Linked DNA regions of Salmo salar: region 1 is linked to region 2. A link is a contact called in public Hi-C data. All regions are on one chromosome and are shown on one strand. Each heading gives the region's core, a stretch centred on a gene start, on an enhancer-like site or on the middle of the called end of the contact. The rest is flanking DNA. Distances are from core to core; before and after follow the strand shown.

Region 1 (4,252 bases), core at 1,501-4,000, 110 kb after region 2:
CCACTGAAGCCTAGAAATGTAAAGACCACCCACGGATAAAATGAAATGAATTAATTGAAGTAAATCTTAATAGGAAGGATGCTACAGCTGGCTATATGCTTTGAGGTGTTCTGCTCTGTTTAAGTCATGTTGTGTGTGTGTGTGTGTGCGCGTGTAAAAGGGCATTAGATGACAGATGTGACACGAAAGAGAGAGACAGGGAAAGAATGGGAGAGCCGAGGACAGAAAAGAGGAGTGAGAGAGAGAAGTTGTGTGAGAGAAAACCCTATACTGCTGCGGCTGTGTTTTCCCCCATACACCAAATCACATTCTCCGTCCGGATGTTGGCAGTTGGCATCTGGCTGGCAGCAGCAGTGCCTCTGATAATCTATACTGTCTCCCCAGTTCCACACCATGGCTGGGGCAGGACAACACTACTGCAGTGAAGACAGGACAGGCTGGGGATATGGGATTAGTAAATGGCTGTTCCTGCATATAACTCGTCTGAGAAGTAATCAGACCGGTTGCTATGGGTGACTATTAGCCATGGGTGATTTAATGTGATGCCATGGGAAAAATAAGGGACCAGGGTGAGACTAAGAGAGAAAGAGGATCTCCCTAGATAAGGACGATGGGTAAAGTGCATTTCACACTCAAATGTAAGACCAACAACTATTCAAAACTCTATTTGTAAGCAAGGAAGGTCCTCTGAATAAACTGACATTTGGTGCAGTCAAACAATTTCATTCCCAAATACCAGATATTATCTACAAAGAACAGAACGTGTGCGTTTATTTCTTATCTGCACTTAAGCATAAAATGAACTTTCCTTTTCCCCCAAGAACATTTATTCTAAAACCAGAAACTGCTGACGGTACCAATTAAAGGCCCCCTCTCCCTCCAGGCTGACTGTACTGTGACATTGGGGACGATGACATTTTCCCTCTGTCACTTTATGGGAACAGGAATACAGGGCTGTACCTGCTGCCAACATCTGTCCATCCTGGCGCCCCTTAGACACTCTGGTATTGACATGACATGCACAGCTGTCATCAACAGCCCTTTCATCACCAATGGCAGTGACTATTAAACTATTTAGTGCTACATAGTAAAATAGTTAACTAAATAGCTACCCGGACTATCTGCATTGACCGTTTTTTCCACTAACTCTTTACTCATCACATACACTGCTGTTACTGTTCATTATCTATCCTGTTGCCTAGTCACTTTATTCCCACCTACAGTATGTACATCTCTACCTCAATTACCTCGTACCACTGCACATCCACTCAGTGCTGGTACCTCGTGTATATAACCAAGTTATCGTTACTCATTGTGTTATATCATTTGTAAAATATTTCTCTGCATCGTTGGGAACCACTCACACTGTACACTGACGTAAAGTATGCAGCCCCACACACACACAACCACACAAATAGCATAGGCTAGTGCTGAAGTGGGCCCTCGTCCCTCAGGACGTAAACTCACCCACCCACACACACACACACACACACACACACACTTTATAACATGGTCCATTGCCCATGTGTGTGCCCATCCCCACACACACACACACACATGGCCCCTTCATGCAGCACCAGTCTAGTCCTGTCACTGTCTGTACAGCACACCCGCTCACCCTGTTCTTTCTATTGCCCTTATTTGTGTGTGTAGCTGTCTCTTTCTGCATCAGCGAGTCATTGTAAATGTGCCTCGCCAAGCTAAAATAGCGATAACCCCTCTCTCCCTCCATCCACCATAGAGTAATCTGGCACTCAGCGGAACCTCGTTTTAAAGCTTTGCCTATCAGAAGACCCTGCATGGTTCAAACTCAAATACAGTATATAGTGTACACCTTACACGTATTAGACTACAAAGAAAGACTTTGTATTTCCGTGACATTACTTTTTTTTTTAAACACACAGTCACTGTGTCAGACCCTGAGGGGCTCAGCACTGTCAGCAGACCTTAACACTGCAGCACACAGAAGTTTTTCAATTAGACAAACAAAAACAAGAAAGCTGCTGTGTACAGTAGTTATGTGGACTGTAGGTTATTTTTACAGTAATGGTTAGATTGGAATCAGCCAACTATTGTAACAATATTAGATAGGATCCACTCAGCCCGTTCCTAACGAAATGTATTCACTGTCTACAGATTTCTTATCTACATAATATTTTGTTTCATTTAATGTCCTTTCTACTTTTTGTGAATTGTAATCAGAAAAGGTGCCTAGCATTCTTGAGCGTAGGCCCAAGGTGACGCCCTGATGAAGAGGGATGGTAAAATTGATGATGATGATGGATTACCTGATCACAGTGGAGATAGGCGGTGGCGGTCCTTTGTCATTGAGCTCCTGTACGTTGACCACCTGGGGAACAGTCTTCAGGGTGGACTCTGTCAGAGAGCCACTGACTGCTGGTTGACCACAAAGAAGAAACGTCAATGACAATTTGTCATTAAAACTGACATTGGGACAACCAGACGCACATATTTTGTCACTTTTGTGTGTAAAAATTATCTAACCTTTTCATTCAATCACTTCAAATCATACCGGTCATGTTATTTTGGGTTACCAACAGACTGATGTACACTATATTCAGACGAATAGTCTCAATTGATTAAAACTTTAAAAGCACTGTTTAAATAATTGTATGTAATTATTTAATTTATTGATTAAACTATTGTCAACCATTATTCTTCATAGTAAAGTCATGAGGCTGTCAGTTCACCTATGATCCTGAGGTCTTTGTCTCCCCCTGGTGTCTGAGTATGAACATAGCATTGAGTTTTACTGTTCAAAGTGAACCGACAGTGAGCAGAATAGAAGCTCTACCGGTCTCTTAATCTGAGTGTCTTCAAACTGTTTTAAATGTAGTGAGATTAACAATGAAAGTTTCTTCCTAGCTTGTTCTTTTTTAAAACGAGTTATACTGTTAAGGTAACATAGCCTAACATGGTCACAACACAGAAACAGATCCCAAAGCCCATGTCCTTTGCAGAGCAGAAAGAAAAAAAATGTCCATAGATTTTATACTAGGTCTCAAGGCAACATTGTATGTTGTTACAGTGACAGAAAAACGGTCACAAATGCAATGTACTTCCCATTAATTGCAACCCGCCTACCTGGTTTCTGATTGGCCATTTGTCTGAGGAAAGCGGCTTTAGCAGCAGCCTGTTGGGCAGGAAGGGGGACGGGTGTGGCCTTCTCAGTAGGCGGGGCTCCGTGCTTCACCGTCTTAGTGGCTAGTGCCGTGCTGTCGGCACCTCCCATGTTGATCTTATTGGTTGGAACTAGAGAAGAATTTGATGACTTACTGTACTACAGAATAGCTCTCTTAAAACCATAGTACAGCACTTTGACATAAGGTTGTCTGTCCTCTCTGTGTCCTGATGGTTGATACTAGAGGGTAAAACATACAATATCAATGACATACTACTAAACAACAGCAAAGTTGTATTACCTGCTGTTCTCCAACCAACCTGGTTAAATAAAGGTCAAATAAGCTCAATAGTTTCCTACCTGGGCTCATGATGGGGCTGAGGCCCAGTCCTTGGCGCACCTTACTGAAGGGAGTGGACTGGATGGCCCCAAACCCCGGGGCTATGGAGGGGGTGCGTACCACCGTGGGGTGGCGGGGCATAGAGAGGGGGAGCATGGGGAGGGGGGCAGGCTCAGGCTCTGGTTCTTCCTCCGCAAAATAATGGGAGTAGTCTGGGTCCAGGGCCTGAGACAGGGAGGAGGTGGAGCTCACATCGTCCAGGTCCGCGTAGTATTTGGGAGAGAGGAAGGCCGAGCGGGACAGGTTGGCTGGGGGAAAGATAGAGGACATTCAGGAGGGGTAAATGCCACACGTTACTTATACTTCACTGCTCAGCACTGGTCACTGTGTTCTGTGTGTTGGTGTTGGGAATACCTGGAGCGGTGGAGCGGACTGGTGGTGTCTGCCTCTTGGAGAGAAAGTTACGCAGCTGAGACTGCTTCATCGGAGACATTTTGGCTGCAGAAATTGAAGGAGTCAAATTACATTTACATCTCTCAAGCACAACAGTTAACACAGTGAGACGTGTTGGAAAATGTAAGCATTTTGCCTGGAGATTTCGAAGTGGTCTTGGGAATGGTCTCCAGACTGGCTTTCAGGAGTGCATCCCTCAAACTCTCCAGCTCGTTGTCCAAACTAGTAAATACAGAGGGAATTCATAAGTGATCATTGATTTTTAACCACTATGCATAAAAATAAAATAAAAAAACACTACTTTGCAACACACATAC
Region 2 (4,393 bases), core at 820-3,319:
GTCATGGCCTGTTCACCCCACTATCATCCAGTAGAGGTGCATCAAAGCAGGGACTGAAAAACATTATCTCAATGCCAGACTTAAATAGCCATCACTAGCCAGCATCTACCCAGTTCCTCAACCCTGCACCTTAGAGGGTGCTGCCCTATGTACATAGCATCACTGGCCACTTTAATAATGTAACACTAGTCACTTTAATAATGTTTACATAGTGCTTCACTCATCTCATATGTATATACTGTATTCTATACTACTGTATTTTAGTCAATGCCACTCCTACATTGCTCAGCTAATATCTATATATTTCTTAATTCCATTATTTTACTTTTAGATTTGTGTATATTGTGGTGAATTGTTAGATACTACTGCACTGTTGGAGCTAGGAACAAAAGCATTTCGCTACACCCGCAATAATATCTGCTAAATGTGTGTATGTGACCAATAAAATTTGATTTGATGTGCATCAGGCCATGCAAAACGAGCTAAAGCGTTCAAAACAACTGGGAACACTGAAAAATACGAGGCCAAGTCATGACGTCAGAGCTCTAGAACGACGCCCGAGTTCGAATTCCGAGTTGGATGACCATTCAAAACAATTCTCCCAGTCGGAGCTCGTTTTCACCTACGAGTTCCCAGTTGTTTTGAACGCTGCATACTCCTGTACTCTTCCCTTGACGTCACTTTTCCAACATGACTTCGGTCAAATTCAGATAAAATATAAATTCCTCCCAAAATACAAATGTAAAGTGATATGTCGTATTAAGACTTTTAGTTGGATGGATTGTACAAATCAGAATGTTTAACAACAACCTAATTCTGTAATCTTTCGTTTAAAGTTTTCCAGTGTGTTTGTCGCCGTTATTTCTTGACGCGTATCAGTTCTAGCGGGTTAATATTGATGGTAAAAAAGACATTCAGAATAGCTAGTTCAATTATTCCGGGTTAACACTCAATTATTTTAAAGATGGATCCAAATAATCAGATATTCATCAGCAAACAAACGGTTCAAAGGCAACAAACCCCCAAATAAAACAACACAGCTTTCTAGCTACCACCAAGGCATAATTAAAATGGCAGTTTGCAGTGATGTTAGCCAGCTATTTTATACGGATGCTAGCTAGTTAACGTTTGCTAATATAATTGCAAAACATGGTTGATGCTCGCTACACAATACATATTGGCTTATGTCTATCAATTACAATATTAGTTAAAACAGAGGGAATTAGGCCATGGATGAATCCATGTTGATAGTGAAATCATAACGTACTGGTCAAACGTAGTGGCAGGCAGGGGCGAGCTAACTAGTTAGCCATCCGAACTGAATTAGCTTGTTAGCTTGCTAGCAAGCTACACGCTTGGTCTGCACAGCATCACAGTATGTAAACATTGCGTTGTTTATGTCTGCGACTTCGTGAAAAACAGCGGTGACACATTGCCATTAATCCTTAATCATGACAATAATTGATTAGGTGTTGATATCTCAGTTTAAAATAATATTGACACCGAAGTTATTTAGCTAGATGTTAAATTAGCTAACCTAACAACTAACGTTACTAGCTAGCGAAGATTGTGAGACGGCAAATCAGATGAAGTTCCTGTCTTGTATTCCAAAAACAAATCCCCAGAAAACGCACAAATTTGGCATCTGAGACTAGAACACGTAGCTATAATGAAACCCTTGCCTTTGAGCTGAGAACAAAGTATATAAGCAATTTTCCAGATTTCAGGACCACGGCAGGCAGCGATAAATATATAGGACAAGATTATTAAAAATGGCTGCTGCCCAGAACAAAGCAACAATAAAACTGGGCAGTCGAAGAAGTCAATGCAAAAACATACATATAACCCCAAATCACATTAATAACTCACCGATTTTACTTGTTAGTATTTCGTGTGATCAATAAAGGAGATTTAATTCCTAAATATTAGGTTTCTTCAAAGGATGGCTGGTGATTGTGCTGCCGACTCTTAATCTATTTGACCGTTTACTTGAGTTGTTGGTGGGCAACCTACCCGGCCTGAAAAAGAAAGTCCTTGCTCTCGTCGACTGGTGTGGTTGTATACGGATATGACGAAGAAAATGGAGCAGTGACCCCTGGCGTCCTTTTTAGAACATTACATTTCAGTTACAGAGATTTATGAACTTGTATTTGCTTATATTCAATGTACACTGATATCACATTTGTGATATGTTTCCCCTTGAGTTTTTCTCCATGTCTTATTTATTTTGTATGATTTGGTGATGAATAGGATGAGAGCTTCTTGCATCAAAACATGTCATGTTTCTTGTGGAAAACATATATTATTTTATGTCATTGCAAAAAAAAACTGTGCACTAGAGAATGCCTTAATTTATGGGCAAAAACAAGTAATTCTCATGAAGAGCAATGAGTCAGTACCAATGCTATGCTTGACATCGACCTCTTCGAAATTGCAGTGATCTTACGGTTGCAATATCAAGTTCAGTGGTTGAGGAGACAAACTGCAGCCAGCAGCACTGTATCGCATGCTTTTTAATCACTGTCTTGGTCAATAATGGCAAACCCGATGCCAACAGTGCACCTCCAGTGAGCAGAAAACATGTATTTACAATGGCGGCAGTGAGTGACGGGAGGGTAGGAAGAGCAAAGTAGACAATGATCTGGGTAATCACATTAACCTAAGGGGAATCTCCACTACATCCCAAAGGCAGCTGGGATGGGTGGATGCTGCTAAGGTTATCTATTTGTGTGTGTGTGTGCGTGTGTGCGTGCGTGCGTGAGTTTGGTTTGTGTGTGTGTGACGGTACCTTATGTGTCTTGTTATGTTGTAGTTGCTGATGTTCTTTCAGATTATGATTTAGAGCAGAATCACGTCATTGTCTACTAATCCTATCTGACCTCTACTGAAACCTTGTGATTATGAGTATGGGACTAATGAAAGGTTAATTCAATTTTATGTCACTCAAACCAGTGTATGTGTGTTTGTGTGTTTATCTGTGTTTGCCCACATATGTACGCTTGTTTATTCCATGTGTAACTTTGTGTTGTTGTTTGTGTCGCACTGCTTTGCTTTATCTTGGCCAGGTCGCAGTTGTAAATGAGAACTTGTTCTCAACTAGCTTACCTGGTTAAATAAAGGTGAAATATATATATTTTTTTAAATAAATCTGTGTGTGCATGTTTTTGTGTTGTGTGCCTGTGTGCCTGTGTGACTGCGCGTCTGTGTCTTTAAGTGCATCTGTGCGTATGTCTGTGTCATGGTGCTATGAGGACGGTGCCTGGTGTTTAGAATCCACGGACCCGTCTAGTTAAGTAGACAGAAGCCTTGGCCAAACTACTATCAATATGTGGCACGTACCACGACAATGGTATCACATAGCCTTTATTGAGACAGCATACAGAAACTAACTATTGATTAATACTTGTAGTGAGACACAAAGGTGCACAATACCTACACATCCAATTTAAAAGACCAACACAGTGATATTTCAGAGCAATAACAGAGTCATTTGCGAGTATTGGACCCTCACAAAATATGGATTGAGAATCCGTCATAGTAGAGTAAGAGCTTAAAATGCCCTCTTGAGGGCGCACTTATCAAGATATTTGAATGACTAGACTGGTGCATTGGAACGACAAACCTTGTTCAAATCAAAGCAAAGCAAATTTTATTGGTCACATACACATATTTAGCAGATGTTATTGCGGGTGTAGCGAAATGCTTGTGTTCCTAGCTCCAACAGTGCAGTAGTATCTAACAATTCACAACAATACACACAAATCTAAAGTAAAATAATGGAGTTAAGAAGTATTAGGACGAGCAATGTCAGATTGGCATTAACTAAAATACAGTAGAATAGAATACAGTATATACATATGAAATGAGTAAAGCAGGATGTAAACAGTATTTAAGTGACTAGTGTTCCATTATTAAAGTGACCAGTGATTCCATGTCTATGTATATAGGGCAGTTTTGACATTCATAGGCTTTTGCATTTGCCCACAATGCACTCATCGATGGTTTGTCAGTAAGATGTGAAAAAGGTGTTAATTACTTTCCCTGCTCTTAGGGGTAAATTGATGGATTGGTCTCTAAGGGAGTGATAGGAGTTGCAGATATAAACTATTGTAGCTTAGGGAGGGGATAATATTGAAATAGAGAAATACACATAATACAAAAACCTATTGCATCATTAAAATCACATGGAAATAACCATAACTGTCTAATTTTACACAGTGACACTTCACTTATTATTGTCCCTGTACAAATTAATACTGGACTAAATATTATGATTTGTTCAATGCACAGGATCTGTTCTACATCCTGCTTGAATATGTCAGAAATGCTCTGAAAAAAATTGTATCATGGCGGAGGAAAACAGCTACAGTCTCTCTCAGAGTTGCTCCAGGCA

The links. A called contact is a pair of places that touch in the nucleus more often than the background predicts.
Region 1: a Hi-C map of gill shows a contact between it and region 2, with 3 times the contacts expected there. The contact joins the enhancer-like site here to the promoter of prrc2b in region 2. A contact is called at or near these places in 2 of 3 Hi-C or Micro-C datasets (blood and gill).

What each region holds. Positions count from the first base shown.
Region 1 is chrssa01:138,941,106-138,945,357 of Ssal_v3.1, forward strand. It overlaps nup214 (nucleoporin 214), which reads right to left. Exons shown (of 37, transcript XM_014133105.2): 20 at 4,072-4,157; 21 at 3,897-3,980; 22 at 3,503-3,790; 23 at 3,106-3,273; 24 at 2,289-2,397. Among protein-coding and RNA genes, the nearest start is that of nup214, 31 kb to the right of the region's middle. Within about 2 kb of position 2,751, at least 3 of the 13 cell types and tissues checked have an H3K27ac peak or open chromatin away from gene starts, as enhancers often do.
Region 2 is chrssa01:138,829,947-138,834,339 of Ssal_v3.1, forward strand. prrc2b (proline-rich coiled-coil 2B) reads right to left here and starts at 2,070. Exons shown (of 31, transcript XM_014133027.2): 1 at 1,870-2,070.